2 separate regions of the Anser cygnoides genome follow, and region 1 is linked to region 2. A link is a contact called in public Hi-C data. All regions are on one chromosome and are shown on one strand. The core of a region is the stretch at or near the end of the contact, and the rest is flanking DNA. Distances in the headings are between cores, read along the strand shown. Region 1 holds the start of E2F8 (E2F transcription factor 8). Region 2 overlaps NAV2 (neuron navigator 2).

Region 1 (7,513 bases), core at 4,952-7,451, 260 kb before region 2:
CTAGAACCAGTTCACAGAGAAAGATAAAACATCCAGAGAATACACTATTCTACACAAACTTTGTAACCAGTAATATTTACATTGCAACTGCAACAGCACAGCACAGGCTGGGATGGGATTTCATCCATTAAAACTAGAAAGAGTTCTACTAATCGCAGAGCTTATTCACTGAACATGGTTTATTTTAGATTTGTTTTCACTATCAATATTCTAACGCATCAGTTTTACAGGCAATATGTATTTCCACCATCTTGTCTATTTCTGACTTTTTCGAACATGTTTTCATTGTAAGCCAGCACACTCACGCAGCCACATCTCCTGTGAGATGATGGCAAGCCTGGATATTTAATGTGAAACTCTACATCCAATTCAAAAACATACATAGAAAAAAAAATATATAGTTTTCAGCTACATACTTGTGCTTATTTTAACTGGACTGGCTGGAGCAGATTGGATCTTCCTTCTATCGTTTTCTATATTTTTAACTAACTTCATTAGGGATGGATGCCGAGTGAAGTTCTGCTTGATGCTTGAAGGAAAAAGATTTTTTGAACACTGTTCTCTGGAAGCGATGCATTCTGAAATATGTGGAATGTAGGTCGCAGAAGTTGGTTCAAGTTTTGTGTCTAAAAAGCAGAAGAAACAGAAGAGTAAGTATGTATCATATGCAGAGCCAGTAATGAAAAGCAATTATTTGAACCTGGCTTATAAATACCGAAATACTAGCAGCAGCGAAAATGGAAATGCAAGAGTCACAATATAAGAGTATGTACTATGTGGAAATATATTGGACATTCCAAGAAATACCAGTGTGCTATGTCGTTGAGGACCAAGTACAATGTGACTGTCAAAGACTTTCTGCCTAGTTTACTCTGTCTTTTGGTAAAAGATTTTCAAAATGAAGAAGGAAGCACAACCATCAGCAGAACAAAAGAAAATGACACGTAACCTACCCTGAATACTTGGCAAGACCTCGGGTCCCGTCCATTTGAATGCTGGTTTTCTACCTCTCTCCTCTGTAACATGAACTTTCTTGATAAGCTCAAGGCTACTGAGAACATTTGCTATGTCATAAAGTCGTCTAATTTTGGCTGAAATAAAAGAAAAATGTAAGCTGTAGCAATTCTTACTAACAAGTTACCATAGATCAGATTAAAAACTGATGATGTCCTTTTAGCAGCTGAAAGGAAAAACCTTCTTTATTTCTTTAAGAGAACGATTTTGTGGAACGGGCATTTGTACTATGAAATAACGTATCATATCATAAAATTTAAATGTAAAGTGGAATGACATACAGATCTATAAATCTATATAACGGTAAGGATATTATGCTAAATGTAGAAAAACATTTTCAAAACAAGGCTCTGTACACTGGCCAAACCTACACAAATTCTATAGTGAAAACAAGCAACTTCTAAGGTAGGTGTACAGATGCAAGGAAGAACGTGGAAAGTATGGAGAAGAGACGCACTGAACTCCAACAGGATGAACATTGTGCGTGTTTTTTAACTGTGTTCAGGTTGAACCATTACGAAAAAGTTTTAAGCAGCAGTAAAACTACAAGTGAATTCTTTAACCACACAGTGAGGGTGCTTAATCCAAAGCTTCTGCTACTGAAAATTTAAAGTCTAGCAAGTCACAGAACGTCAGACTGCGCTTCTTAACTAAGAAGATGGTAAAATATCTGATACCGTAAGTATTAACACTTGGATGGCACACCATGAAAATGCTTTTAGTGAGACATAGATGTTATGGAGGAAGAAGAAAAAATGAAAACTAACAAACAACCCTACCCACACACACTGTTTTGCCAAGATGCAATGGAAAGGAAATTATGAACTGAAACCAGCGAGGATCAGTCTGTTGCATAGTTTCACAAAAAAAAAATAAATGTCTGAGAAGCAAGGAAGGGTGTAATTTTCAATGAAATGTGAAATTAATTCTTAATGCCTCATGGGCAGGCACATTTTCAATTAATATAGATATACCGGCCTGGACCTAGAAGTACCTTTACATTTGAATGGAGAGCAAGAGGAGGAAATGTGCAGGGAACTGAAAGCAGCGTAAAAGAATGAAGAAATAATTGGCAGTTACAACATGGGGTTTCGCTTCCTCATGTGTTTAAGCTATTAACAAGACTTTTAAAGCATTTCTTTATATTTCCATCGAGTAAGTTATATGACCAGAACGTGGATTTGCATGATGCTAAGACATGTTTGCTGAAATGATGCCAGTATCTGTCACAGATTGCTTGAGACTTGAGAAATAGTTACCAATAAGCAGACATTACTTCACCATGAAAGGATCCTATGGACTTTTCTTACATGGTGTGTATGAATGACAATGTCCAGGTGGATCCCTAATAAAAACTGTGCACGGAGCTTATTGGGTTTTTGGAAGTTCAAATACAAATGGCAGGAAGAAGACGATAATATTTTATACTACGTAATCTTGTACTAGATGTAGCTCATTTAGCTTACACTGGGTGTTTCTATTTAAAGCATGATCAAAAACCAAACAGGAACAGCAGTGTTTTACTTACTTTTAAACTTGCTTTTATCTAAGTCTTCTAACTGATCTTCTCCAATCAAGATTTTAGCAGCAACTTCAAGGCTTACTATTTGAGGAGTTGATACAAGAAACAGCATCACAAATTTCTGACTCATCACTCGTAAAGACTTGTCTTTCCTGCTGTTTACTGATGCTGCAGCAGACAGGAAAAAAGGATTAAAGCATTAAGTGATGTGGCAGCTACAAACACTTTTAAAAACACTGAAGAAATTTGTCAGTAATAATGCTGAGAACAAACAATACGGCAACTAGGCAGAGCCAACACGGACTCCAGAATTGAGTCTCTACATGGCAAGAATCAGGTAATTAGGTGGATACCATGTCTAACTACACAGCAAAGAGTGTGGTGTCTCCCTTGGTATACCTTTCCTATCATCTGACTTGTACTCTCAAAGATGTTTGACTGTAGATTGTATAACATATTTAACAATTGTTAGTGAGCATTTCTTCCATGAATCAAACCTAAATTTTAAAAAATAATAATTAATGGTGTCATGTATACTTTTGCTTCTATAACATCCTGCAGTTTGATTATATGTTGAGTATGTTTGTTAGTTTCACCTGTTGTCCCCTCCTTGTTCTTGCCCCCTAAAAGTAAAATACCTGTGTAAGAATTGAATAGGACAACTAGAAGAAGGTAGAGCACTTCCTCCAGCCATGAAGAGATGTGGTGCTTTTCAGGCAGTAGCATTTTAGAAAAAAAGACCAATAAGTGTTTTTTCCATGGGCATAGATATTTATAATATACTTATATGTATTCTTCTTGGCATTGTAGAGAAATATTACCAGCACGAAATTCCATTCCTGGGAGCTCGACAAAACACATTTCTGAATGCTCATTTGAGACAGAAGACCTCTCCATTTCTTCATTTCTTTCACCATCTAAATCAAATTCATGCTCATACTCTCTTTTCTTGATCATCTGAATTTGTTGTGTGTATTTGTTCTCTTCTCCAACTTTTTTCAAGGTCTGCAAGGTTTTGGTGAGATTATGTCGCCCATGCCAAGCATATCTGTTTTTGGCAAGGCGTCTCACCATGTGTAGGCTCTCTAGCACGTTCACGATATCATATATTCGTCTACGTTCAACATCTAAAATAAAGAAAAAAAAGGAAGATCAACATGGTATCTTTACTACCATGTTTATTACTTTACTTTTCATTCATTTACCTGATACGTGGCTTGCACAGAAAAAGGAACAGTTTCTCATACTTCCCCCTCTTGATATAATTCTAAGACATTTTCACCAATTCCTAAGTACCAGCTTCACTGAAAATAACTCTCACAGATCTTGCAGGCAAGAAAACAATTCTTGTTTCAGGCATGGCAAGGACTTGCCCTTCCAGACCAAGTTGTTCTTGTACTTGTATGTCTTGTACTGTAGACCAAGTTATTCTTGGTCTACAGTATAGACTAAGAACTAAAACTTATTATTACCAGTAATGCCATTAGATGGGTCTCAGTACAGCTTTAAAAAAAAAAAGCATTTTTAATTATTCACTGCATCAATTTCAGATTGCCTTGTTAATTACTCTTGGAAACGCACGGTAAACAACTGTTTTGTAACTTGCTTTCAATGCTATTCTGTTAACATACTAGCCTTTTCTCTGTTGTCTATTCAATCATCATTTTTGAGCAGGTGTTTTCTAACAGATGATATTTTGTACAAAAATGTATCGATAGAATTTGCAGTTCATCCAATCTGCAGGATACTGTATTCTCATAGCTCTTACAGAAAAAAAGCTTCAGCTGCTAGCAACTTGGACTCTCAATAGATCATTGGTGTGATACAAGATAGCAGAAAGTAGTTTCTTGCTTTGATGTTACGATTGGACAGGAAACTGTGGGCTCAGCCTCAGAAATGCTAGCTCCTGACAGAAAAAAATCAGCCACGAATCTTAGCCATCGTTTCTAGGTTCAAAAAAACGCAACTGGTTATTTGCGGTATCTGCAGTAATGTAGACGTTTAATCTCAAACATCATTCAGAGTTTCTTAATTCAGTTCACTGAGCAAACTTTAGCTTCTTAAAAGAACCGTGGTAAGAACGAAGACTTTAAAGCTGCATTTAGGTAAACGTGAGAGCATACAGAAAGCATTTATAGTTTTATGGAGCTAAAAAGTACTGAACACAGAAGGGTGGTTTATTGGCACATTTGCATGAGGACGTATAATGGCATATACAGCAACTTACTAAGCTCTTCAGCTACTTCGTCAAGGCAAATATAAGTATTCTCTGCAGTGCTGGGGTAATCAGGATATCGAGCTAAGAATTTATGACACAGTAATCCTAGGCTTTTCTCCTTGCGACTTGGTTGCGATTTTTCATATTCATCTCCCGATAAGTGCTCCTACCCAGAAATAAGAAAAGAGAACTTGAAACATTTTTACAACAAACGTGTAAATATATACATTTAACAGCTTTGTTGTGGGCACAGTCAAAGCTCAACGTTCCCCCTTGGTCCACAACAGCTGTGGAAGAAGAAGTTTGCCAGTTGTGTGTAACAATGTGATGTTGTCAGTTACATTTGTAAACGCTACAAAATCAGAGCTGGAAAGGAAAAGTTGCGGTACGTTAGCTTGGAAGTTTTAATACTGAATAAACAGCCTTCAGCTAAGTTTTTTTTTTTTAAAGAAAAGAAAAAGAGGTAGAGAGGAGACCTTCAGAGCATACCTGCGAGCAGCGTTTGGGCTGCAGGACCTCACCCGCGGCGTTTGACAGCTCCTTCCTCTGCTCCCTGCTGCGGATCTCGGGGCTGGCGGCGCTGATCAGCATCTTGAGGTTGGAGGTCGGCGTCCAGGGGTCCGCGGGCAGGCTTTCCTTGGGCTTCGGGGGCGTGGCCAGGGGCTGACAGCCGGGCTGCATCTCCGCCAGCACGGACGGCGAGGCGGCCGCTTGCTTCAGCGGGGTGCCCGGCACGGCCCCGCGCGGCTCGGCGGGCCGGTTCTCCTGCGCCACGGGAGCGGAGCGCCGTGAGGCGACGAGCCCCGCGGCTCCCGGCCTCCCGCAGCCCCCCGGGGGCCGGCCGAGCCCTGCCCGCGCTCACCCCGCCGCCCCCAGCCCCGTACCTTGTCGTCGGCGCCCGGCTCGGCGCCGCGGGCTGCCTGCATCCTCGCGGGGGGACCACGCTCCGGCCTGCGGGGCGGGAGGGAGGGAGGAGGGAGGGAGGAGAGGGCCGTGAGGCGGCGGCGGCGGCGCCCCCCCCTCCGCGACCCACCGGCGCCTCCCGCCTCTGGGCCCGGCCCGCGCCCGCCGCCCAACGGCCCGGCCCCGCCCCGCCCATTGGCCGCCGCCAGCGGGCGGGGCCTCGCGGGAGCCGCTTTAAACACCGGGCGCCGCGCCCGCGCCAGGAGCGCCCCTGCGCGGAGCACCGGGGGCCGGCACCCACCCGCCCGCCGCCGATTTGAATCGAAGGCGCTGAAGCCGCCGCAGCGGGGCGGGGCGGGGCAGCCAATGGGCGCGCGGCACCGCGGCCCGCCCGGCCAATCGGCGCGCGCCCTCCTTCCCTCCTCCCTCCCGCCGCGGCCAGGCTGGGGGTTGGCGGGCTGGCGGCGCGGGAACCGGGGCGCGCGGGGCGGCGGCGAGGCGGGAGCGCGGGGGGGGGGGGGGGAGCGCGCGGCGCTCCCCAACGGCCGTGGCGCGCGGGGCGGGGCGGGGCGGGGCCTCCCCTCAGCTCCCCTCAGCTGGGGCAGCGATCGCGGGGCCGCCTCCTGCCCCTGAAGGCTGTCCCCTGCAGCCAGCCGTCCTGTCGGCTCCTGCCGGCGCTGGCTGCCCCCGCCACGTCTGTTTTTTAACTAGAAAAGCGTCGCGGTTGGCACCAGTGCCCAGTTAACAGGCGGGTTCCCTGACGCCTCGCCCCGAAAGCCCTCACGCGGTGGTTCTCCTGAGGGGGTTCTGCGTGTGTTTGCCAGCTCCGAGCCCCCGCTGCCGCACGTCAGCGTCCCGCCGTGAATACACAGCCTGGCTGAGCCGAAGAGTTACTCGGAGCGTCGTCGTGGGGGTTAAAGATTGCGTGTGGCGCGCCTTGGCGGTTTAACCCAGTCCAGGGAACGATAAACCGGGATTACAGGGAAGTTGGTAAATGAGTCAAGAGTGCCTAAATTGCAGTGCTTCTGCTGCCTGAACTCTAGGTCAACACGCATTCTTATCTTCTCCACAGATAAGTTTTTTCTTCAACAGCATAGCTATGCGCTATGCTAAAGAAAGCACTAATCTGCTTTGTGTGCCCTGCTTATAGTTGTACTTCTTGAACAAACACCTTGTCAACGGCTTGGTTTGAGTGTGGTCACAAGGCAAAGTCCATCACTTTATAGCTGTGTACTTTCTGGATGTGATGCTGTACTCCTGTCAGGTTGAATTGTAACTACTGGCTTACGTAACGAAACGCGTGAAGAGTTGCACTGAAATAACTCTTACCAGGTAATTCTGTGTATAAGATCTTACCGCGAGCTCCCCAACACTGCATGAAGAGGCAGCCAGTCAATTAATGCATGTTATCTCTTTATTCTGATTAATGCAGCTCTTTTAATCTATTCTGCAGGCAAAATGTCAGAATTTGAACTCATTACAGAAAAAATAATAATTCTTACACATCATTCCATTATCCTATCAATGTCTGTAAACGCCTGAAGGGAAAGTGCAAGCAAGGCAGAGCCAGGCTCTTCCCAGTGGCGCCTGGTGACAAGAAGAGGCAATGGGCACAGACTGGCAGGCAGAGGCTCCCCCTGAACATCAGGGAGCGCGTCTGTGCTGCCGACTGTCCTCCCTGAGTTGTTCACGAGCTGCTGGACATGGTCCTGGGTACCCTGCTCTTCTCTGGGTGTCCCTGCTTGAGCCAGGAGATGCGGACAGATGGACACGGAGGTGCCTTCTCACCTCAGCCATTCTGAGACTTGTAATCATCAGTATTGCTGAGTGCGTGTCTCCACCGGAAAAGTGAAAAA
Region 2 (7,089 bases), core at 2,733-5,232:
GAAGGAACATACGCAGTGAGGTGCCCCGTCCCGGATCAGCAAGCCATGGCAATCTCCGTCCCGAGGTATCCTGCAGTTAACTGATTAACGGCAGCCTGGAGAGAAAGCCGTCAGCCTTCCTGCCTCCTTAACATGTTTGTGTTGCATGGTACTTGGTTTTTCTGTGCTGGAGTTGCCTTTAGCTGGGTCCAGTCCTGTTTCCGCAGAGGTCTATATCAAGGTTTCCGCGCTGAGGAAGGAACACATCTGCTGCAGGGGGAGGCCTGCGGTGACATGGGTGTCGATGGGATGGTCCGAAACCTTTGGCTTTGGAGAAGCAAGCTTAAAGGTGCTTTTAAGCCCGACACGGCAGGGTCACTTTGGGAGCCACCTGTAGAGCTAAGCCCAGATAATCTCTCAGGAGAGCCGTGAGCCCTGCGGAGAGCTGCTGTTCCCGTGTGCCTGCGCTCACCTCCTGCCTCGGGCTCTGAGGTGCGCCGTGTGTGTGACTCAGTCATGGCCGCGTGGGCCGAGGGACGGTGGCTGCTTCGGCGTTACGAGATCTGTTGAAGATGTTGTCTTCAACCGTAGCTTCTTATAAATGTGAGTAATCTATCTTGACGACTTGCAGACTGGAGTTAATGAAGGGATAATACTGCACCCCAGAAGCCTGGGCTGTGGATGTAGCTTAGTTTCTCACCGGGGGAACCAACCTGGCTGTTAGGAAGCAGGCAGGAAACCCAGCGGGTACTGGGGAGGCCTTCCTGCAGGATTATGCAATTTGTAATCAGCTAGAAGAAAATGGAAATACATTCAGGGTCACTCTGAGCTAAAGAGAAAACGCTTAATAAATTTAGCGTGCAATCGGAGGTAAAACAGTACCTCGAACCCAAATTGCATAAAAGCAATAGCCTTTTTTTATGATGGTACTTAATATTAGGCTTGTTATCTATTCTAAAGCAATTTTGTTGTTGTTGTTGTTCTCTAAAATAAAGACCCTTTAATGTCATTTCAGAGGTACAGTGATTGGGGGATTGGCTACATGTGCCTAACAATAATGTGAATGAGGCCATGTGTTGGGTTCAATTTGGTGTCAGCTGTTCATTGCTGATCTTTGACTGGTTAATTTAATGTTCTCTGACATTTGCTCAACAAGCTTATTGTTGTGTTTTTTTTGCTGACAAGTGATTGCTGATGAATTGACTGATTAGAGAATAAGGGAGTCTCAAGATAGCACAAAGCCGTATGCAACACACGGGGAGGCTGTGGATCATTTGCTAAATATTGGAAAGGGGAGGGTTATTTTTAACCCCCATGTAAAAATTATGGGTTCCTTACTTCGTTAGACATCTGCTTTACTGGTTAGACACAACTGATGCTAATTGCGTTTAATTCTGCCGTGGGGTGGTGGCCAGTCCCAGTGTTTTAAGGACTTTTATGAGGTCTGTCAGTCTTAGCCGGGTGCACAGAAATGCCAGTCCGCTAATCTGATCTTGGGTTTATTTGCTTTTTTGAGACAAGCATCTCCAGAGAGATGGGAAAACCAAATGTCAGAAGCATGAAGCAGGTGTCCCTGAAGCATTTGCCAAGCCCTCCCGTATCCATTAACTGTACCTGAGCACTATCTTCTATCTTATGGAGAGAAAGCATAACAGATTGTACCGAATAGACACACATGCTAAAAACACTGCATAGACTAATTCATTTAAATAGGATACTTGAATGTATTGTTTACTGCTAGTTACACTAAATTAGGAAAAATCAGTAATGCATAAATACAGAAACAACAGATGTGCGACATGAAATTATGCAGAAACGTTTCATTCAGAATTGTACTGATAATAGCTTATTTTCTGTGTTACTGGTTTGCTGGACAAGTGCTAGCATATAAAACAGCACAGGCTTCGCTCCTCGCGCGACAGGTGAGTGCTTCTCTTGTCCATGGCTTGGTGTTACTCGCTGAGGAGTTGGTGGACTCACGGTTGGTCTGGTTCAGAGCACCCAAAATCAGCATTATTCTGGTCTGGGGTTTTCATGGCTATGGTCACTTCAGGGTCACCTCGTGGTCTGAAGCTTGAAGTACAAGATTTCTTGCAAGATATTAAAAAAATAAAGCCCCACAACAACAAAACCCCTTGGCCAGCCTATTTTTAAAGGCATTATATATCAGTGAGAATGCTATTTACTTGAGATGCCTCTCACGTTTTAAAACTGGGGTTGTAGACTGGTTACTGGCAGCTTCTTCCAGAATCTCTTCGTCTCCTAGATAGCGTTGGGATCCCAAGTAGATGAGCTGAAACTAATTTCTGTAAGGATCTGCTTTTCCCAACTCCTGCTCTAAATATAAATTTGCCGTGTGGAGCAGAGCAGCTGCTGCCTTTGTCAGCTTTTGCATAGTTCAGTGAGAATTTTTCTTTATTGGCCTTTGTGTCGGAATTGCTGTTAGGGACAAGGGTGTGCTCCTTTAATGCGTGCCTGTAAACATCATTCAGCTCAGCAAGGTCCTTACAACGATGCCCACGCTTTGAGTTGCAATGGGGCTGGCCCCAAACAGCCCTCGAACTGTCACTTGCCTGAATCTATCGTTCGGGCTGTCACGGGGTGCTACCAGCTTTTGCAACCTATTTGTTATTTCGCTCGGGCAGCCTGGTGTATTGTAGTGGTAAATGCAGTCGCTAGCAGGGGACTGATGGCAGGCAGTCTTGTTAATCACGGGTCCAACACTGACAGCTCACTGCAAGAGATATATGGGAAATTATTTGTAGAGACAAAAATGGATCATCCGCAGCATCCTAGTGATTAAGAGATCATACAAATGAAACTTGGAACAGTAGCGTTGCAAAGATGTTAGAAACAACACTGCAAAAGCAAAGGTGTTAGGAAATCCTCTAAATGGCCGCTTTTTCACAGAGGAAAAAAAAAACGAGGAAGAGAAGTCTTACTTTTAGGATATTTTAATAGCAATTTTATATTTCATTTGCAACAGCTATCTGCGTGTGACTGAATTGATTCACTAGAATTCCAGGTTTTACACAATGCTCTTAGCCTGCCTTGTTTTTTTTTTTTTGTTTGTTTTTCTCTAGTAGTTAATGGTTAATTTCTGGATTAAGATTTTAGGATATATGTACACACGCTTTTTTTTTTTTTAATCTAGCAGCATGCTCTTTGTTCCACATTCCTCCAACCCTTGCTCTAGGCAAAAAAGAAAAACTGTTTTTGCTGAAGCCCGTAAGCCTTGTTTCTATGCCAGTAGCTTCTGTCCTGAAGGATGGCCAGTAAATTGCTCTGATTTTATCTGCAGTTAGGCCAGTGGTCTTAGCGGATGTTACTTGAAACCATGCTCAGTTTCATACGTACGTGGGCTTTGACCTGCATCCTTTGTGAACATTTGGCCATACATAAGTATATATTTATATATATATATGTATATAGTGTGGATCAAAATGAATGTTCTTGTCTGAAGAAAAACTAACTTTTTTTTTCCTTTACAAAGTTGAAAGGAAAAAAAAAGTCAAATGCATAATATCTTTGGGCCCCAGTGAAATGACCGCGGTGAATTAGTTACTTGGTTTCATTCCCTGTAAATTCCCTATTAATTTTCATTGCCTTAAACCTGCAAGTCAGCTAATTGTAAGAACGTTAAGTCTGCTGGAGTGACACCATCCTATGTGTAGGTGTTCAGGCAGAAGCAGGACTTGACATGGGAAGCTAAACACAGGATCTAGAACCAAACACGGGATTATGTAGGCAGACATGAAATTACACAGGAGCTTGCATGAGGGAGGCCCTTGTGAGTGTAGTTGGCTGTCATGGCTTTGTGCTTCCTGAATTTTCCACAGCTTGCAGGTGTTTTGGTCAAGCTCCTTGCTGCCAAGCTAAGAGTATTAATAATAACAGAATATTTCAACCATCCCCATTGAAAAAGCTGTGCATCAACAGAGATCACGAGGAGCTACACTATTGAAGTCTTAGCCCGGTAGACCGTCCTCTTCAAGACTTAACACAAAACTATTTAATGGGAATTGTTAAAATCTTTTGTGCTGAAAATAAATGATGTCTACAACTGATCTGCCTCCTGACAGTACATATATTTCTGAACAAAGCTTCAGGAACAGAGCGAAAATTACTTTGTTTGTTCAAATGATTTTTAGGAAGGTGCAGGCGGCCTTCAGGTGGCTGCTAGCTATGCGAGGAAGCTCTCGTGCAGAGATGGCTCTGCCTCCTGTGCTCATGGGGATGGAGCCTTTACTTTCATGTCTCGGTCAGCACTAAAATATTGTCTTTAACTATTAATCACTAGCCTGTTGTAAATTTTGCTAGACTGAATCTCTTTTAAAAGAACTATCTGTTGTAGAAGGCTATGTTAGAGGTTCAGTATCAGAAATTTTACTAAAACCCCAGAGCGTTGATTTCAATCACCAGATCAATGAACGCACAGGCCGGTGTCGCTTCAGTGAACCTCTCTAATTAGGAGATGGGATTTGCAGCAGCAGATTTGGCCGAAGGTCTACTGCAGCTAGCATCCTGCCTCCGGCAGTGCCCAGTGCTGGCTGCTGGGCTGGAAGTCAGCTCCCCCTCTTGTGGTGCAGTAGGTCAGCACCGAGAGAAGCAGCAGAATCTCTTCTGTGTCATGCAGAAGATGGTTCTTCATCCCTGAAACAGTGGATGAATAACAGGGGTCTTGGCAAGCATATCTGTAAATGTCCTTTAGGGATGAAGATGCTCATCCTCTTATGCAGCCTTGAACTGTAATTGGTAGCAGAGGTTAGCCATTTCCTCGTAGGAGGGGAATTTCTTAAATTCTTCATAAATACACAAATACACGAATGGTGACTATAGAAGTCTCTGTTTTAATGACACAGACTATGGTGGAAAAAGGGGAACTAGCCAGTTTTCACCGTAACCTTTGTACTTGAGAACCTTTTTCCTCTGTTCCCGTATTTCCCGTGGTGTGTGTGCATCGTACATCGGCACACTGCCCTTCTCTGAACGTTTTATTTTGATCTGGTGCCAAATGTGCAGCTTCAAACCCTGCCAATTGCCTTCTAACTATATAATTGGCATATAGATCATTTTATAGAAAACACTCCAAGCCCTCTAAATGGAAGCAGGAGGAACTAAGCTGAAAGCAGGGTCATCATTAGAGAATTTAATTTAGGAAGTTAGCAGTCAGTAGAAGATTGAGTTAGATTTATATCTGTGAAACAGATGGCCAACTGCAAGATGATTACGTTAGGTTTATTATGTTTGTGGAAATTAATTCAGCACTTTATTTTTTTGTTGTTGTTTGGGGGAAGAGAAAAAAACTTGTGTGATTTGGTAACCTCTTAGCAGGAACAATTTCTGCAGACCACCATATTCTTCCGTGTAAAATATGGCAAAGCCGTAGGATCACTGGGTACGCGGGAAGCTTTTTGCTGGAGCCAAGTATCTGGTACATGTAGCAACATAGTAAAGGACATTACAAAACTGAAATGCTGCCACCTATGGATAAGTGGTTGTTAGTATTTCCAAATGCAAGCGTGTTACCTCTCAATCTTATCGGCAAAACGTTTAGGGCCAGATACCTGTGTGGGGTGTATGTCCCCATCTGCCTGCCTACGCAAATACATAGCTGTGTGCGTTTCTTCTTCCCTCTTTCCCATTGAAAGGTGAAGATCAGATTTTAAAGTGCTGTAAATCTAATATTAGTTGAGGTTTTTAAGATGTGTCTGAAGTTTTCTGAAAACTTGGCTGTTGATTTTGATGGCTAAATGGGAGCTGAGCTCTTGTAATCCGGCTCTAATTGGGATGCCGGACCCTTCTGAGATTCTTCGTCTTGTTGTGCGTCTCTGGGAGCCAGTCTTTGCCATACAAATTAATGCTCTGCTGTCACAAAGTATTTTTCACTGTGTTAAAAATGCAGCTTAAAATAAAAGGAGGCCTTTCAAAAGTAGGTCACACCTAAGATTTGTCTAGCCAACTGTCCCACTTCTGACAGTGCCTGAGAGCAGGAGCGATGGAAGAGCACTGGAAATAGAAGCATTAGTGGAAGACACGCAAGAAAAATTTAGAAAGATAATTGGCCTTCTTATTCTTCCTGTTGCCATTAATAATCTTTAGAAATTCTGGAATTAATACCTAATTTTCTAATGATCCATTTCAGTACAGCATTCCTGTTCAGAAAAGTTAAATGTGTATTAAGTTTTCTCAAAGTAATTGAGGCTCGAGTACGGGCTTGAAGTAAGTGTGTGGTGAAATGCTGCCTCAAGTTTGGATCCTGTTTTCTCCTTTATTTGTTCGTTCCATCTCCAGGTTTTGCATTCATTTTGCATGGGGGTTATAGCAATGAATAGGTTGCTGGGCTTCTTAAATTTTGGGGGTGGGGATGGGGCAAGGAAAGAAAGGCAAATGCCTTATTTTGTTATAATTCAGCATGGTGAAATACGTATTGTTGCAGAAACACACAGATCTCAGCTCTGACTCTCTTAATTTTGTGAAGCTTAATAAGATTGCTTAAAAGCTGAGATATATATATATATTACAGTTGATTTACATTCTTCGCCAGGGATACTTCCTGTTTTCCTAGTATGACCTTACTTGCTTGCTCTTCCCCCTATTGACAGAGATGTGGATGCTGTTAGTACACAGCACTGGCAAGTGACATTGATGGGATAAAAGCTGAGAAATTGCATTATGTGTTTTTTTTTGTTTTGTTTTTTTTTGTCTTTGTTCAGGTGTTGTCTTTTTCTCCTTTGGACACCTTGAGCTCTTTCTTTTTCTCTTGATGTAATTATCAGGCAGGAATGCAGGAATGGAACAACACTTTTTTTTTCTTTTTTTTCCCCTCCCTCTGATTTTGAGGTACAAACATAATAGTGAATCCATAGCCAGGCAGACAGGGAATATATCATGCTTTAAAAATGGTGGTGTCTTCAGCCTCCCTGCTCTTCTCACAGTCTGAGCTCAGCTCCGTGCAGCTGCAGTGATTTTTTGTCCATCTGTTGGTTACCTCTTGCTTTGCGTCCTTCCAAGTTAGAGAGAGCACTGCCTCGCACCAGCTTCCGGCAGCTTTGCCAACTCCAGAAGCATTGCCTTTCAGAAAAAGTCTTGGACTCTGAACTAAACAAC

Evidence for each region. A called contact is a pair of places that touch in the nucleus more often than the background predicts.
Region 1: a contact with region 2 is called in a Hi-C map of liver, with 3 times the contacts expected there. The contact joins the promoter of E2F8 here to the enhancer-like site in region 2. A contact is called at or near these places in 2 of 7 Hi-C or Micro-C datasets (both in liver).

What each region holds. Positions count from the first base shown.
Region 1 is chr5:12,260,892-12,268,404 of Taihu_goose_T2T_genome, reverse strand. E2F8 (E2F transcription factor 8) reads right to left here and starts at 6,201. Exons shown (of 13, transcript XM_048050034.2): 1 at 5,639-6,201; 2 at 5,244-5,519; 3 at 4,764-4,920; 4 at 3,358-3,663; 5 at 2,543-2,704; 6 at 954-1,091; 7 at 417-626. The coding sequence starts at 5,680.
Region 2 is chr5:11,994,719-12,001,807 of Taihu_goose_T2T_genome, reverse strand. The region is part of intron 2 of NAV2 (neuron navigator 2); the gene reads left to right. Among named protein-coding and RNA genes, the nearest start is that of DBX1, 200 kb to the right of the region's middle. Within about 2 kb of position 3,982, at least 1 of the 3 cell types and tissues checked has open chromatin away from gene starts, as enhancers often do. A contact at or near this core is called in liver, where this site is marked.